2 separate regions of the Sus scrofa genome follow, and region 2 is linked to region 1. Evidence: chromatin contacts called from public HiChIP or PLAC-seq data. All regions are on one chromosome and are shown on one strand. Each heading gives the region's core, a stretch centred on a gene start, on an enhancer-like site or on the middle of the called end of the contact. The rest is flanking DNA. Distances are from core to core; before and after follow the strand shown. Region 1 holds the start of NFIB (nuclear factor 1 B-type). Region 2 overlaps NFIB (nuclear factor 1 B-type).

Evidence for each region. HiChIP or PLAC-seq counts read pairs in DNA pulled down with a chosen protein or histone mark.
Region 2: an H3K27ac HiChIP or PLAC-seq map of skeletal muscle shows a contact between it and region 1. The contact joins the enhancer-like site here to the promoter of NFIB in region 1. A contact is called at or near these places in 1 of 5 promoter capture datasets (liver), 5 of 47 Hi-C or Micro-C datasets (embryonic fibroblasts, heart right ventricle, retroperitoneal adipose tissue and 1 more) and 1 of 2 datasets of contacts at active chromatin or transcription factors (skeletal muscle).

What each region holds. Positions count from the first base shown.
Region 1 is chr1:208,179,741-208,186,978 of Sscrofa11.1, reverse strand. It overlaps NFIB (nuclear factor 1 B-type), which reads right to left and starts at 4,582. Exons shown (of 12, transcript XM_021063648.1): 1 at 3,394-4,582. The coding sequence starts at 3,423. LOC100514506 (a long non-coding RNA gene) reads left to right here and starts at 5,450. Exons shown (of 4, transcript XR_002335940.1): 1 at 5,450-7,232.
Region 2 is chr1:208,222,418-208,229,655 of Sscrofa11.1, reverse strand. The region is part of intron 2 of NFIB (nuclear factor 1 B-type); the gene reads right to left. Among named protein-coding and RNA genes, the nearest start is that of NFIB, 44 kb to the right of the region's middle. Within about 2 kb of position 4,340, at least 5 of the 83 cell types and tissues checked have an H3K27ac peak or open chromatin away from gene starts, as enhancers often do. A contact at or near this core is called in skeletal muscle, where this site is marked.

The DNA of each region.
Region 1 (7,238 bases), core at 3,333-5,832:
CAGGTAACAAATCTCAAAATTTTAATTACTTATTTTAAACAATCAAAAGGCAAGTGTGAAGACTGAATTTGGAATTTCTTAGCAACTGCACACAAAATGATGTTTTTTAAGGTTGCCTTGAGTTTGTTGCCAATACTGCCAAGTAATGTTTTGAAACATACTTTCTTCCTATTGATAAATAGAAGAGACAAACTTTCTTAGTCCACCTTTGCCTTGTAAATATCTTTCAGGGATATGTGGATGTCTTTCAACTGAAACATTTACTTTTGACATATGGAGATACATCCTCAAAAATGATAAGTAGTGGTTTTCCATTGTCACATATATTTCTGTATTAACATGCCGAGTGATTGTTTTCTAATGCTGAGTTATATTTTTAGTGATTTTGAATGACATGAATATGGAACACAGTAATTTGCCTTTATCCAAAAAAAGTGATGAAGGCATTCAAATGTTCTGATTAAAGGTTTATCACAATAATACTTTAAACAACAATGAAAATTATTTAAGAAAGCAAAGCATATAAATTATCTAAGACCTAATGGCTCTATACGAAGGTGATATGCCATCTTGCTCTTTCAGAATTTTTGTTAAAACACACTGGCATTCAGTGATTCTCTTTTTAAACTTCCTTTAGTTGAACTAAATTGACTAACCTAGTTACAAATTTCAAATATAAAAGTAAACAGTCTTATTTCCACTGGAAATATTTATTTTTCTTCAGAGAAACAATGGTCTCCATGAAAGGGATGGAAAATTAGACCAATATAGAGGTGGAAGAGTAAATAGTAGAAGTTCTTGGAGCACTGCTGTGTAACAATTAACCATTTTTTAAAACATACCTAAAGAACTTAAAAGACAATGAAAGAAAAAAAAAATCCAGTGCAATCATTCCAAGTGAAAGTTATGTTATTAAGGGTTTACATTATTTTTAGAAAAAGCAAAATGAAATTATATATGCTGGTTCTTAATTTTCTTCTACATCTGATTTATACTGATGCATAAATACAGATTTATATCCATGTACTGATACGTTTGAAAAACGCTTTGATAAATATCAACTTTAACTGTAGCTCCTTTTGAGAGTCTTTCTAAAACCTAAATATCTTATTGCAACAACTGAAACAATTTGTAAAGTTTTCAACCAATTAAGAATATTTCTCTATTTTTTACTTACATATCTAAAAAATGCTTTGCTGCAGCTGTTAGGTTCTTGTAACACAAAACTAAACTACTAGTCTGATATAAAAGTAACACAGTTAATGTGTCCTTACTTTTGCAACACCTTACACTACCTATAACGTCACATAGTTATTAAAGTGAGAATTCTACAGCTAAAATTTCTTCTCTGGTTTAGGCCTTAAATCCCCAAAACAGTTTCAATATGTCAACCTGGACTTACATTATTAAAACAGTAGAGAATATTAGTCATCATGAATTAAGTATGTATCCCTGAATATTAATGTGGTAGCTGAATGACTACGCTATATATGCTCCTAATATTCCATACGTCACTATGCTACAATAGTATTTTTAACTTACACAAATTTAAATAAAGCTAGTGACTTTTCAATCCCTATTTAGAAGAAACCAAAAATGTAATGTAATCGCCAACAATGTTTTTGAAAAGCCGATACTAGAAATGTTAACTAATATTAAAAAAAAAATCCTTTACAGGTGAGAGTAAATGGTGCAGCACTTTGTAAGTGAAAAGCTTATCTCAATTTGTTTTATTTGAACTACGTCTCAATAACATAAAAATCATATCAAATGGATGTGGTTTACCAGAAAGAGGGTGAAAAAAATCTGCTGGTGGGTAATATGAAAGGTAACTTTTGCAACTGAAGACAATTCGTTATACCTGAAACACTTTCATCATATTTATTGGCCATTATTCACAGCGTTAAAAATACAAATAGCTCAGCAACTCATTTTTCCAGTTTTGTTAAATTAAAGTGCACGTTTACTTACGGAAAATAGCCATATCTAAGTTAATCATACTCAGATGCCAAACAAAATATAAACAATAAAAAATGTGTCAGCCAAAAAGCTACAGGACTGTATCCAATCACTGAATAAGCCTTATCATTGTTTTCATCTTCATTCACAATTTATGAATGCCTCAATCCTTTTGAATCACAATGGCTTCTAATTGTCATACAATTGAAATCTTAATCATTTGTCCTTTATAAAAGTGCATCAGCATGATACTGGATTTTTTAAAAATTGTAACACACCTAAGACTAGGCAGCACTTCTTTAACTGTTTAGTTTTGAAGCCAATGTCAAAGGAAATGGTTATCAATTACTAATCGTGACAAATTTCCCTAAAAGCTGAAATCAACTGTCCCCCACCTTTAGAGGTTTAAAATACTGCTTCAAATAACAAGTCTGGGCTAAGATATTTAGTCAGTTCATCAGTTGGTTAGTTAGCTGGGTAACGATGGAAGCTGCCCCCAGGTAAGACTATTAGGTGTCGCCACTTCTCCGTTTGACCAACTGGTTTAAAATTGTATAAACTGTGTTCTTATAAAAGTCTAAAGCCAGTATTTTATTTCATAACACAGTTCCTAAAATCTAAGGACAAATTTCAAAGTGAAAAAAATTTTAAAGGATCTTATTTTTCCAGCATTACTTCTACCTTACGATCTACTCCCAAATATCGTTAAATGAACAGGTCTGCACAAAATGAGCATTTCTTAAAAGTCCTTAACTTTCACCACAACCAACTCGAGTCAACGTAAAGATCGCCCTGATGGTGTGGTCCCTAGAAACCTCAAAATGCGGATCGCGATGCACCAGAGTTTCAGATCCCCAAATTAAGCAAAGGAGTGGGTCGCAGGACCACGACCTCGGACTCTCTTCGTCGAATGCCCACTGCCTTCAGCGGGAGTCCAGAGGCGCCCACAACAACTAGTGCTGGTCCCCTCGCCCAAGTTCACCAGTTGTTTTTGAGAGCTCAGTGTCCCTCTAAAGTTCCTCTAAAGCCAGAGTCCGTCTCGGCGCGCAAGTGACCGAGAAGGGCATCGGGCACCCTGGGCAGGGGCGCAGCAGGCACTCGGGGGGCCGCAGGGGGCGAGCGCTCGCCGGCCTGGGCCCTGCCCACCCCCGGCGGCCTCACCCGGCCCAACCGCCCTGGCAGCTCGCAGTCGTCTGCTCTCAGTGCCCAGGGCGCCGGGATGGGCACGCGCGGTGACCGTGGGCGAGGGACCGTGCGCTGAGTCCCACGCCGCCCTGCAAACCCCACCGCAACTCCCGGCTGTTTCTTCTGCGGGGGACCGGGGTGTGCGGAGATCAACTAGAGCCATTAATTGTCCGCAGACGATAGCAACAAAACAAAACAAAGGCATTTCGGGCTAGAGAGAAAGCTCGAGAGAGCGACCGAGACATGTACCTGAGTGAGACAGATGGGAGAATACATCATGACTTCGCCTTAAAACGCACTTTCCCGGAGATGCCCAAGAAAATCTTCAAAAAGCAAGAATTTCATCTATTCATTTTACAGTCATCTGAGCCTCGCGATGCGATCAATCAGGACCGGGCTCTGCGCTGGATCACCGCAACTTCACAACAAACCCAGTCCTCCTTAAATAGCCAAAGATTCAAGTTCACTCGGCGTGCTAGATTTCCCGGGTTGAAATCCAATCTACACTTTTAACCCTCCTGCAGTCCGAGCGCGCTGGCCGTGCTCGCCGAGGCCGCCGCCGCCGCCGCCGCCGGTGTTGGCTGCTTTTCGCCCGGGTTTGGGGATTTGTTTTCTGTTTTGCAGTTGTTGTTGTTGTTGGGGGCTAGGGGGTGCACGAAGGTTCGGTGTGGGTTGGATTGGGGTAGTAGGTGGTGGTGAAATGCTTTTTTAAAAAAGGCGGGGAGGGGGGCGCAGGAGAGAGGGCGGGAGGGAGAGCGAGGAGAATGTGTCACCGCGCTGGGAAAGTTCAAGGTTACAGCCCGGAGCACTGCGGCAGGATCCCGGAGTGGTGATCGCAGGCGAAACTTTGCCGCGAGCCGACCATGTGTGTGCGCGAGGGGGAGCGTGAGCGAGTGCGCGCGGGTGGCGGGGCGCGCGCGGGAGAGGGCCTGGGTGGGGGCGGGGTGGGGTGGGGGAGCCTGGAGAGGCCGGGGTGAGGGAGGGGGCGCGAGCGCAGGTCTCCCGAGCGGAAGAAGCTCGCGGCGCGCGGTCCCCGGCTGCAGCCGCCCGCGCAGGCTCCTCCACGCCCGCCCGCCGGCCCGCCCGCCTCGCCCCGCGTCTGACCCGGCTGAGCGAGGAGGCTGCTGCTGCTGCCGCTGCCCAGAGCCCAGGGGGATCGGAACGCGCTCCTGAAAAATCCCAAACGATAAATCCCGCTCTCCCGTTCGGCTGCAAACTCCTCTCTTTTCTGCTCTGGGCTCTTTTTTCCCCTCCCTCTCTCGCTTTCTTTCGTTGCAAAACTTGGAAGTTGAAAAATTCACCGGTTCCACCCTCTGGACCCCGCTCGAGCTCTCTCCAAATCAGACTTAAGGATTGTTTTATTATTTAATTACACAATCATCGCTTTACTCCTCCTCCTGCAAACGCGCATTCCTTTTGCACCAGCCTCTCCACACCCCCCGCCCCCCACCTTCCTCCTCCTCCTCCACTAGCTTCTCTCTCTCTCTCTCTCTCTCTCTCTCTCTCTCTCTCTCTCCCTCCCCCCCCCTCTCTCGTTTAAGGTCTCATTCCAGTTCAACAGAACCACTTTTTTTTTTCTCTTTTAATAGATTTTCTTTCGCCCTTTGGACGAATAAGTCCCGCACCCCACCACCACCATACGTACACACCCCCGAAAACCCGCCCTGGAAGAGCTATTTCGGTGCTCGCTGCGCACTCTTTAAGCCGCGGGAACCTCCAAGTGGAAGAAACACTGAGCCGGACTGGGCCCGAGAAAGGAACGAATGGAAAATTCCCTCACACCCTGGCCGCCCCGGGGCCCGGGCTGGGGCGCCGACTCTCGCACCCCGGGCGGGCGCGGTATGCCAAGCCCGCTGGCTAAAGGGAGGAGGGGGAGGTCGGGGAGGCGGGGGCCTGAGTGAACTTGGGCTCAAGTAGTTGGGGCGCGCCGGCATGGTTGGGGGCGGGGCCCTCGGGGGTCTCCCCAGCGCAGGCCCGCGCCCCCGAGCAGCTCCGCAGAAGCAGCGCGCCTCGCCGTGGTTTGCCGCCCTCCCTGGGGGGGTGCCTGGTGCACGTGGCCTCGCTCGGAGCGGGAGGACTGGTCCGAACTGCCGCCACCGCTGCCTCCAGCTCCCGCCTCCTCCTCCTCCTGCAACCCGCTCAGCACTCCTCCTGCAGCCCCTTTGGCTCTCTCCCAATCCCCACCTCCCCGCGGCCCGGGGCGCCGGCGGAAAGCGGCTCCCGCCCAGCTAGGGTGCAGGCAGGGCGGGGCCGCGGCGCACCCGGGGCTGCGGGGCGGCCGGGCGCGCGCACGCGCGCGAGCCGGGTGCGTGTGCCGCTACAAGCCCTGCAGAGGCGGCAGTGCCCGCCTTGCTCCCGCGCGGGGCCCTGCCCCCACCCCGCTCAGAGCGGCGGGCCCCGTGTGAATGAACTTGATTTCGGAGGTTTGGAGGCCGGCGGTTTGTCTTGCACTCTTTCTGCGCGCGCGCATACATACGCGCGCACACACACACACACTCACTCGCTCACTCACATACACACCCCACCCCCCACATTCCGGTTTTCGGCTCGGGGTGGGTGGGGAAGAGGTGGATGCAAAGGCTGGGCAGACAATGGGTAGAGGAAAAGTGAGTGCCAGGGGCTCCGTGTCTACCTAGCCCGGGGCTGCGAATGGGACCTGACAACCTAGCCCCGGGGCGGGGCCTCCCCCGCCTCCGGCTGTGTTCTGGGGCTGTTTCGAGGCTCTCCTCTGATTCTTCTTTCCTCTTTTCCCCGCTTCCCTTACCTCGATTTTTTTTCCCTCAACTTTCTCCTCTCTCAGTCTCTCCGGTTCCTGCCCACCGCCTCCTCCCCTTCACTCCCCACCCCCACAGCCGACCTGAAGGAACCAGTGACTTTTTCCATCACCAAGTGGGAGTTATCCACATCAAGCATTTCACAACGACACATCAAGAAAAGTAGGCAGGTTCAAGTCAACCATGAAATGGTCACTTTTTAACCCCGTCCTGTCCTCATTAGGGAAATGCTCAAACACAGTCCGTTTTCAAAGAGCGCTCTTAATGAGGCAAGCCTGCCAAGTCTACCAGCTGCAGCCCCCGTAAACCAAGAGCCCTAAGAAAAAAGGCGCTGGGGAAGGAGGGGGAGTTGAGGAGGCCGGGGAGCGGGGGGCGGGCATTGAATCTGGGAAGACAGGTAAAGTCGGGGAAATTTAGAGAACTCCCCCGGAGTTAACCCTGTAGGGTACACACCGCTGGAAGCGGCCGCCCTGTTCCTCTAGAGGCAAATCTTCTAATCAGAGCTCTGACAATGTTAATTTCTTTTGTGTGGGTCATTTCTTCTTTTTGAAAAGCCAGGATAAAGTTGACAGTCTTTATAGAGGAAAGAAATTAGGTGACAGTCTGGGTTAATCCAAATACTCATTACTCTCAGAAATTTTTAGGCGTTATCCTAGATTTAAAAAAAAAAAAAAAAGTCCACTAAGCATCACTTTGTATTTCACAATATACTGCATCCCTTTTCTCACCCTCTGACCGGAGTCTGAGGGGAAGGGGGCGGGGAAGCGCTACTGATCATACCAGCTTTAACTACTGGAGTTTCTCTTTGAACAAATATTCAATTTAATCGGAGTTAATTTACCATAAAAGACATTCCCCTTGGCACGAATGTACTCCTGTCCTTGAACACACCTCTTTGAATGCCTGGACTCTTACAGAAGCCATTATTTCGGGGTCTCTTTAAAAATCAAGAGCCCATCTCTCTCTTTCTCTCCCTCCCTCCCTTCTTCCCTCCCTCCTCACCACAACACCCCCAGTGAAATCCTGGCACCCTGAGAGTGCTCAGTTCAGCCAGAGATCCCAGAACCAGCCGCTGTCCCCTGGCAAGAGAGGCCCAGTGCTGAGCCCTAGGCAAGTGTCTGCAGAAAGCGCTTTCCCTCCTCCCTAACAAGTTTCCCTTACCAACAGAAAACCGCTTCCTTTTGCCACCAAAACTAGGTTGCATCCAAAAGTTTCTCACAAGCTTAAAGAAAAATGAGAAATTGTCAACTCTTACGCTGAAGAACCCACAAAAATGCAGCAGCGCCAGGGGTGAAGAAGCAGCAACAGACCCAGGTAAGA
Region 2 (7,238 bases), core at 3,091-5,590, 43 kb before region 1:
GCACATTACATATTTTAGAAGAGCAAATCCATTATTTATACAGGTGCTACCTGACCTCTGTCCAGAGAGTTATTCATTTTAACCTATTAATAAGCAAACTATAAACAACAATGAAAGTTACGTGACCTTACACAGCTGTCTCAAGCCACTGTACTTCCATCGTTAAGGAAACTGTTAGATGACCCTGTTGTCAGAACACACTAAATCTGTCTGAATAAGGGAAAACAAGACTTTTTCTCCAAAGGATAAAGCAAAAAATCCTGGGCAGAGTCAATTCTCCCATTGTACAGTTACCATTGTTAGTTATCATTTATTATTTACCTATGTTTTTCGTATAAGCATTACAGGAAGCTTTTATGCTTCTTGTGGCACATAATCAGTTGCTTATTGCCAAGGGAAAGACTTTTTCCCCAGAAAGACAATCTGTGCACACACTAATTTGAAAGACAGGATAGGAGCTGCAAGTGTTTTAATAGCCCATTATCAAAAATTATCCCTTGGCTATAAAATCCCCAGACCATTGGCTTGAGATCAGCTCAAAGAAAAATGAGATTACAGAATTTAATCTAGTGAAGGGGAGTGAGAGATGAGTTTTAAAAAGCCTTAGATCACCAAAAAAAAAAAAAAAAGACAGAGGACAGAAACGAGATCAGCTTAGATTAAACCTTCCACATGTTTACCTCATACAAATCTGTTATGTTCCAAGATTTATTTTCATTTTTAAAATTATGCTGTTACTTTGCAACATTCTAATAAAGAGTGGGGAAGGTTCAGAAAAAATTATATGGTGAGGTGACAGGAAACAAAACAGCATTTTGTCTTAAATTTCCACAACCTAATTTATAGCAATAAAGCAGAACCTATGAGTTCTGGTAAATGTCAGGGCCGTCATGTCCATTACATATGTGGGTAGGTATGAAGCAGAGTCTCCGTAGGCCCTTCAAAAATTGCACACAGCCGCCCTAATGCAAACCAGAAGTCTCAGTCTGCTGGATGAACATTAGGATTCATTCCCACGTGGATATTTAGAAAGGGTTCCCTCCAACCCCATCCCATCCTCTTTTATGTACATTTCAAGGGACCAACAGGAAGCCACATCCATGGAGGTGGCTCATTAGAAGACAACGCCCACCTCAACAAAATCTGGCCCAACCCCTGCAAAGCAGAGTCCTGTAGAACCTCCCTCTCCGCCCCCCTCAACCTCTGCTCTCTTACATCTCCTCCCCCTACTCCTCCCCCCTCCCCTCCCCTCGAGCATCTGCCTTGCCCAATCTCGTCTGGGCCAGCTCCAATAACAACATCTGCTTGGCAGCTTTTCAAGCCCACGGATAGTTATCTAACTGAGGCTTTTGTGCTGTACTGTTTATTCTATGTGAAGAAATGCCTCCTTAGTTGAAAGAGTACTTTAGAAAAACTGTGCAGCTATTAGCAAGTGAAGCACAAGGCTAATAACCCCCACCTGCTCATCAAATTAATTATGACATCTGAGTCATTATAACTCAGAAAGAAAACACGACTGCAGATTTGTCACATGTAGGAATAAACATGTATTAGGACCAGGAAAAAAAAAATTCAGACCAAGAGACTCAGCTGGACAAAACACATGCTTCCACCTTTCAGGGACTGGAAATATGGATCCTATCTTCCCAAGTGAACTGAGGAAGAAGGATGAGTGGTTGGCCAGACAGACACACTATTGTTAAATGGAACAAAATAAGATAAAGTCAGGGAATATTAGACCTCAAGGAAAACACTTAAGGAGGCAATAATCATTTCTTCAAACAAACCAAAACACTATATGAAACCATCCCATCAAGGGAACTATGCTGTGCAAAATGAATGTGACCTCATAACTCTTGGTCTATCTTAGGTACACTTGCAAGGACCCAGGATAGAGAATTTCTTTCCCCAGGTACAGAGGGATATTTTAGCAATGCTAATTATAGTCAAGGAAGAAAATACACTCAAACTGAAAATAAAAACTTGTCACAACATTATTTAGCATTTCCTAGTTTTATGAGTGCATAAAACTAGCATTGTTAAGAGGTAAATTCTGCTCAGCAGCCAGAAAAAAATATTAAAATTTAAAGTCAGAGACTTAACATTATATCTCATCATCAATAGTGTTTTGCTAATATTTGCAGTAGTCAAAGTGGCAAATTTTTGTTATATTTTTTCAGCAAACAAACAGCTAGCAATCTCTTATTCCATACATTTTTTGATATTTACGGTAACATTTATTTTAAAATATCCACAAACCTTGAATATTTTTATCATGACTTAGAAATAAATACAAGTAAATTTTAACAAAAGTAGTTTTAAAATACGGAGTTCCCTGCTGCCCTAGCAGATTAAGAATCCAGCCTTATCGCTGCTGTGGCTCAGGTGGCTGCTGTGGTGTGGGTTTGATTCCTAGCCCAGGAACTTCCACATGCTGTGGATGAGGTCAATAAATGAAAAAGCAGTTTTATTTGTTCATTTATTTATGTTTAGGGTCACACCTGTGGCATATGGAAGTTCCTTGGCTAGGGGTTGAATTGGAGCTGCAGCCGCTGGTCTACACCACAGCCATAGCAACACCAGATCCAAGTCGGTTCTGCACCTACACCACAGCTTACAGCAATGCCAGATCCTTAATGCACTGAGCAAGGCCAGGGATTGAACCTGAAACCTCATGGATACTGGTCAGGTTCATTAACTGCTGAGCCATGACATGAGCTCCAAAAAGTACTTTTAAAAAGAACATGAATTAACCGATGATGACCCATCCAATACAGCTATGATATTTTTTCTTTGCTATTATTTGAAAAGAAATAAAATTTTGAAGATATTTACATGAATCACAATAAGAAGTACTTAAATCTTTGCAAGTAAAAAATCTAAAGCCTCTTCACCTTTCTGCAATATCTTTATTACTGTAAAAAACTGTTTAATATTATTTCGGCAACCTTGTGCTGCCCATCAGAAAACATGACTCCTTCTCTAAAAGCATATTACCATTTTGTTAAATGACATCAGCCTCAATACATTTTATATTCTACCTCTAGGAGAGTTATCCCCTTGCAGCAACAGCTATAACCAGTTCTTACAAATAATTTTTTTTCATTCTGTTTTATAGAAGCAAAACCCACAGAAGAGTTAATTTTAACACAGAAGACATTAAATTTATAAATCCTTTGAGGTTTAATATAAAATGAAAGCAAATCTCAGGAAGCAACACAATTAGTTTTTCTTTTCCTCAGTAAAACAATTTCATATCAGAATCTAGAGCTGAGCTGATTTATGTCAATGTGTTACTTAACCTCAACCTAAGATATAAATCCAGAGCAAATATAACAATGGCAATCCTGACATTCTACTTTGCCAAATGAGAAAGATTTAGTCAGCCTAGACTAAAAATGAATTAAGATTACATGGAGGGTGTCAGTCCTAAAGTCAAGACAACATGGAGGGCCAGAGCTGCCCAGGGAGATCAGTCATGAATTCGTCAGCAAGGCTAGAGGGCTGTTGCATGTCTAGGAAAACAGGTTCCCAGTTTTAAACTCCACAGCAAATTAAGGCACTCTTTTTAAATGGGTACGTTTTCTGTCTTTTTCCACGTCATCAATCCTGAAAAGAACCTTAGCTCTCTGTTTGTCATCTGCATAGCTGTCCACATGTTGAGCTGGAATAGGCCTTGTGGCCTTAAAGGTGACATGGGCCAGTGCCCGAGGTGGAGAGATGGACTCAGGCCTGGGAGGAGTTAGTGCCTCCCTTCTGAAAATAACCTTCAAGTTGCTTTTTAACAACTGCTTCCCACAATTATTAAATTCCTTTACCATGATAGGTAACGGTTGTGCATCCCACAGCAATGTGATTGTGGACTCTCCGGCAGCCAATTTTGTGTCTCCTGAGATGTGCGCGCGCGCGCACACACGTTACAACCATGCCAGTCAGACATGCTATGCAGAAGTGTGCCTAGGCAGGCCTGAAAAGTCCACTTTTTTTTTTTTTTTTTTTTTTTTGGCCTTTCAGGAAGGCATATGGAAATTCCCAGGCTAGGGGTCAAATCGGAGCTACAGCTGCTGGGCTACACCACAGCCACAGCAACATGGGATCCAAGCCGTGTCTGTGACCTCATCACAGCTCAAGGCAAGGCCGGACCCCGACCCACGGAGGAAGCCAGGGATCGAACCCATATCCTCAAAGATACCAGTCAGATTTGTTTCTGCTGCACAACAACAGGAATTCTCCATATGTTATTTGGTGAACAATATCCTTAGTGGCCCTGTTGTGCACTTGGCAAGTTCTAAAGGCATGCCAGAAAGAGGACTGCACAAGCCCTAGTGGTTTCCAGATCAGACACAGTCCAGGGATTCTCGTAGCCACTTAATCTCAGCACGCATCTCCACCCCAACTTCCTTCCCAATGGTATGTGGTCTCGAAAACACAAATGTTCGTGTTTCCTGAAGCTGAGCTGCAAAGGAAAAGTCCCCTCCCAAGAGGCAGAGCAGTAGGCTCTTGGTGGCCCTGAAATTGTTCACTAAGAGTACAACATGATGCCACACTTGCCACAATTAGCCATGGGAAAACGGTCTTTTTTTCACCTCTGATGTCATATAATAGATAAGACCATGATCTTAGATTATATCAGTGAGCTGTGTTATCTACAAACAAAGTATTTTAGGAAGAGTTTGTTAAGAGGGCCGCATTATTGGAAGGCTAATAACTTAAGAGTGTCTGAATGGCGGGGGTTCCTCTCAATCTCATCTTGAGCTACTCTATTGGCTGAAGAGTAGAGAATGACGAATGCCAATGATTCGTCAGAAATTAGACATTTTCAGTGGTAGATCTTCAACCTACATAATCCGTTCTTCTCTCATTCTTCCCCTCTTCTCTGGCTGGCATTTTTCTTTCCGAATGCATAGATACACAAACACACACACACACACACACACACACACACGCACGCGAAGACATCCATTAATATTAAGAACAGTCTTCTGTAATGTTTTTCAGAATTTCTCAGGGGTTTAGGAGGGCTGCAGCCATGCCAAAATTACAAGCTCTCCTCTAGTCAGAAGGGATGTCTTTTCAAAGCCCAGCCCTCATTTTTCAGTCTGATGTAAGTAAATTTACCTCTGTGTGCTGAGCCGAGCAGCTTTTCTTTGTCGTTTTTGTTTTTCTAATAGCTGCTGCTCTGGCAGAGCTATTCATTTCAAAGGGAAGTTAGAAGCATTCTTCACTCTTCCCCTTTTAGATTATTTGCAGTTACTGACTCTTCTGAAATCTTAGATTGGAACAGAAACCTAAAGCATAGCACCATTTTAACACACAGCAAACCACCAGCATTCCTGGGATCACATTTCTCTAGAACAAGTATTCAATGTGAGGCATAAGAACCAAGTCTAAATAGGCTGAAATTCACGAAAGAGAGGGAGCATTATCTTTTTTTAAAAAAAATGGGCCTTCTCCATACTGATAGCATGCTGAAGGATAATGATCTTCTGGAAACATTGTATAAGCACCAGACAAGAGGTAGAGGAGTTATATCTGTTTTTTAGCAAAACTAACTGATTTCTTGAGACAATCAAATCAGCTGTACTGGAGACAGTCAATTAACTTTTGGAAACATTGTTTAGGCAACAAATAAGAGAGAGTGAAGTTCTTTTTTTGTTGTTGATTTATTTCAAGAAAAAGTCAAATCAACTGCCCCAGACCATTAAACTGATAAAAAAAAATCTATGATAAAATCCAGTGGATGAACCATCACTAAAAGTTCTTAATTTGTCCCTGCCTCAATCTGTCCAACTAGTGAACAGAGCCATTTGTCCTTCTGAAGAGAGTTTTACATGGAGTAGGCCAAAATCGCCTCCCCACATGCACCAAGGTCTGGGAATTCTCAACCTGTATCACACATTTAAAAGAATAATCCATAGTTCATTACCTTTCTGGTTATCTCATGTCCACTTCTTTATCAATCAACATTCACCTCCTCTAATCATGGAACACACTTGGATTCAAAATGGTTTGGGGGTAACTGTCAATCTCAAAGTCATAGTAAGAGAAATAGTAAAAGGATATCAGTGCAGTTGGAGTAAACCATGAGGAAAAAGGATACGGAACTATGGTGCGGAAACCCTGCCAGGCAAGGAAGACTTTCATGACTACCTCCTGAATCATCCCATCCACCAGCATTACCTTGAGGAATTACAACCATGTGTGTAAGTGAAAACCCCATTACGCAGTCCTCAGCATCTTAGCTGCTTCATTGTGCCTATTTACCTGAAAGGTCATGAGAGTGATATTCTTCTACATTGCACACTAAGAAACTGATATAAAAGTCTGCAGAAAGAGAGAAAATAGCACCTTTCCAGGGCAATTCTCAAATGGCACTGCATATAAGGAGAAGGAAAAAAACTCGCAACCAAAAATGAGCGCATACCATAGCTCAACCAATTACTAATCTGTGCCCATCATCTGAGAAGATGCTTACAAAGAATTACATGGTCATGTATTGCAGATTCACTTTTTTTAATTAAGCAAAAAAAAAATTATGTTTACCTTACTCAACTTTTGGATATGAGATCAAAAGTGAAGCAAGGCTTTTTCTTGGATTGGAGCTATTTAAAATGTAATGGGAAAAACAGTTGAGGAAGGATTCCACACTTCAGCCCAGCTCTCAACTGCTTAATGGTTCTTGACTATAAAATGGGGACATTATCTATCTCACCCAACTGAGATAAATATTAAGTATGATACCATAAACAAATGACAAAAGTATAACTCATAAAACATAACTTAAACTCCACAATAAGGAAATACATTAACACAATCCACATGCAGTTACCTTCAGAGCAGCGTGGCTTGCAATTCAAGGGATAAAGGAGATGGATCTGTAATATTTGCCTCCCTTCTCGAAGGTCAAGGTTTAGTGTCCAGGGAGTTATTTTGGAGTCAACCAGACTTCAGATTACTCTCGCTTTTGCCACCTCCTTGCTGTGTGACTTTGGGCAGCTTCTTTTAAACTCTTTGAGCTCTAATTTCTGCATCTTTAAATGAGGAATAATAATGTCTATCTTATAAGAGAAACTGGGATGTTGAAATAAAATGTTATATATAAAAGCACTTGACTTTAAAAAAAAATAATAATATTCATGCAAGGGAAAGCGGACCATACCAAAGACTTCTTTCTGATGGACTGTTTGTCTTCCATATCTGTCTTGTTATAACTCTATGCAGTTATGTTCTAAATATCT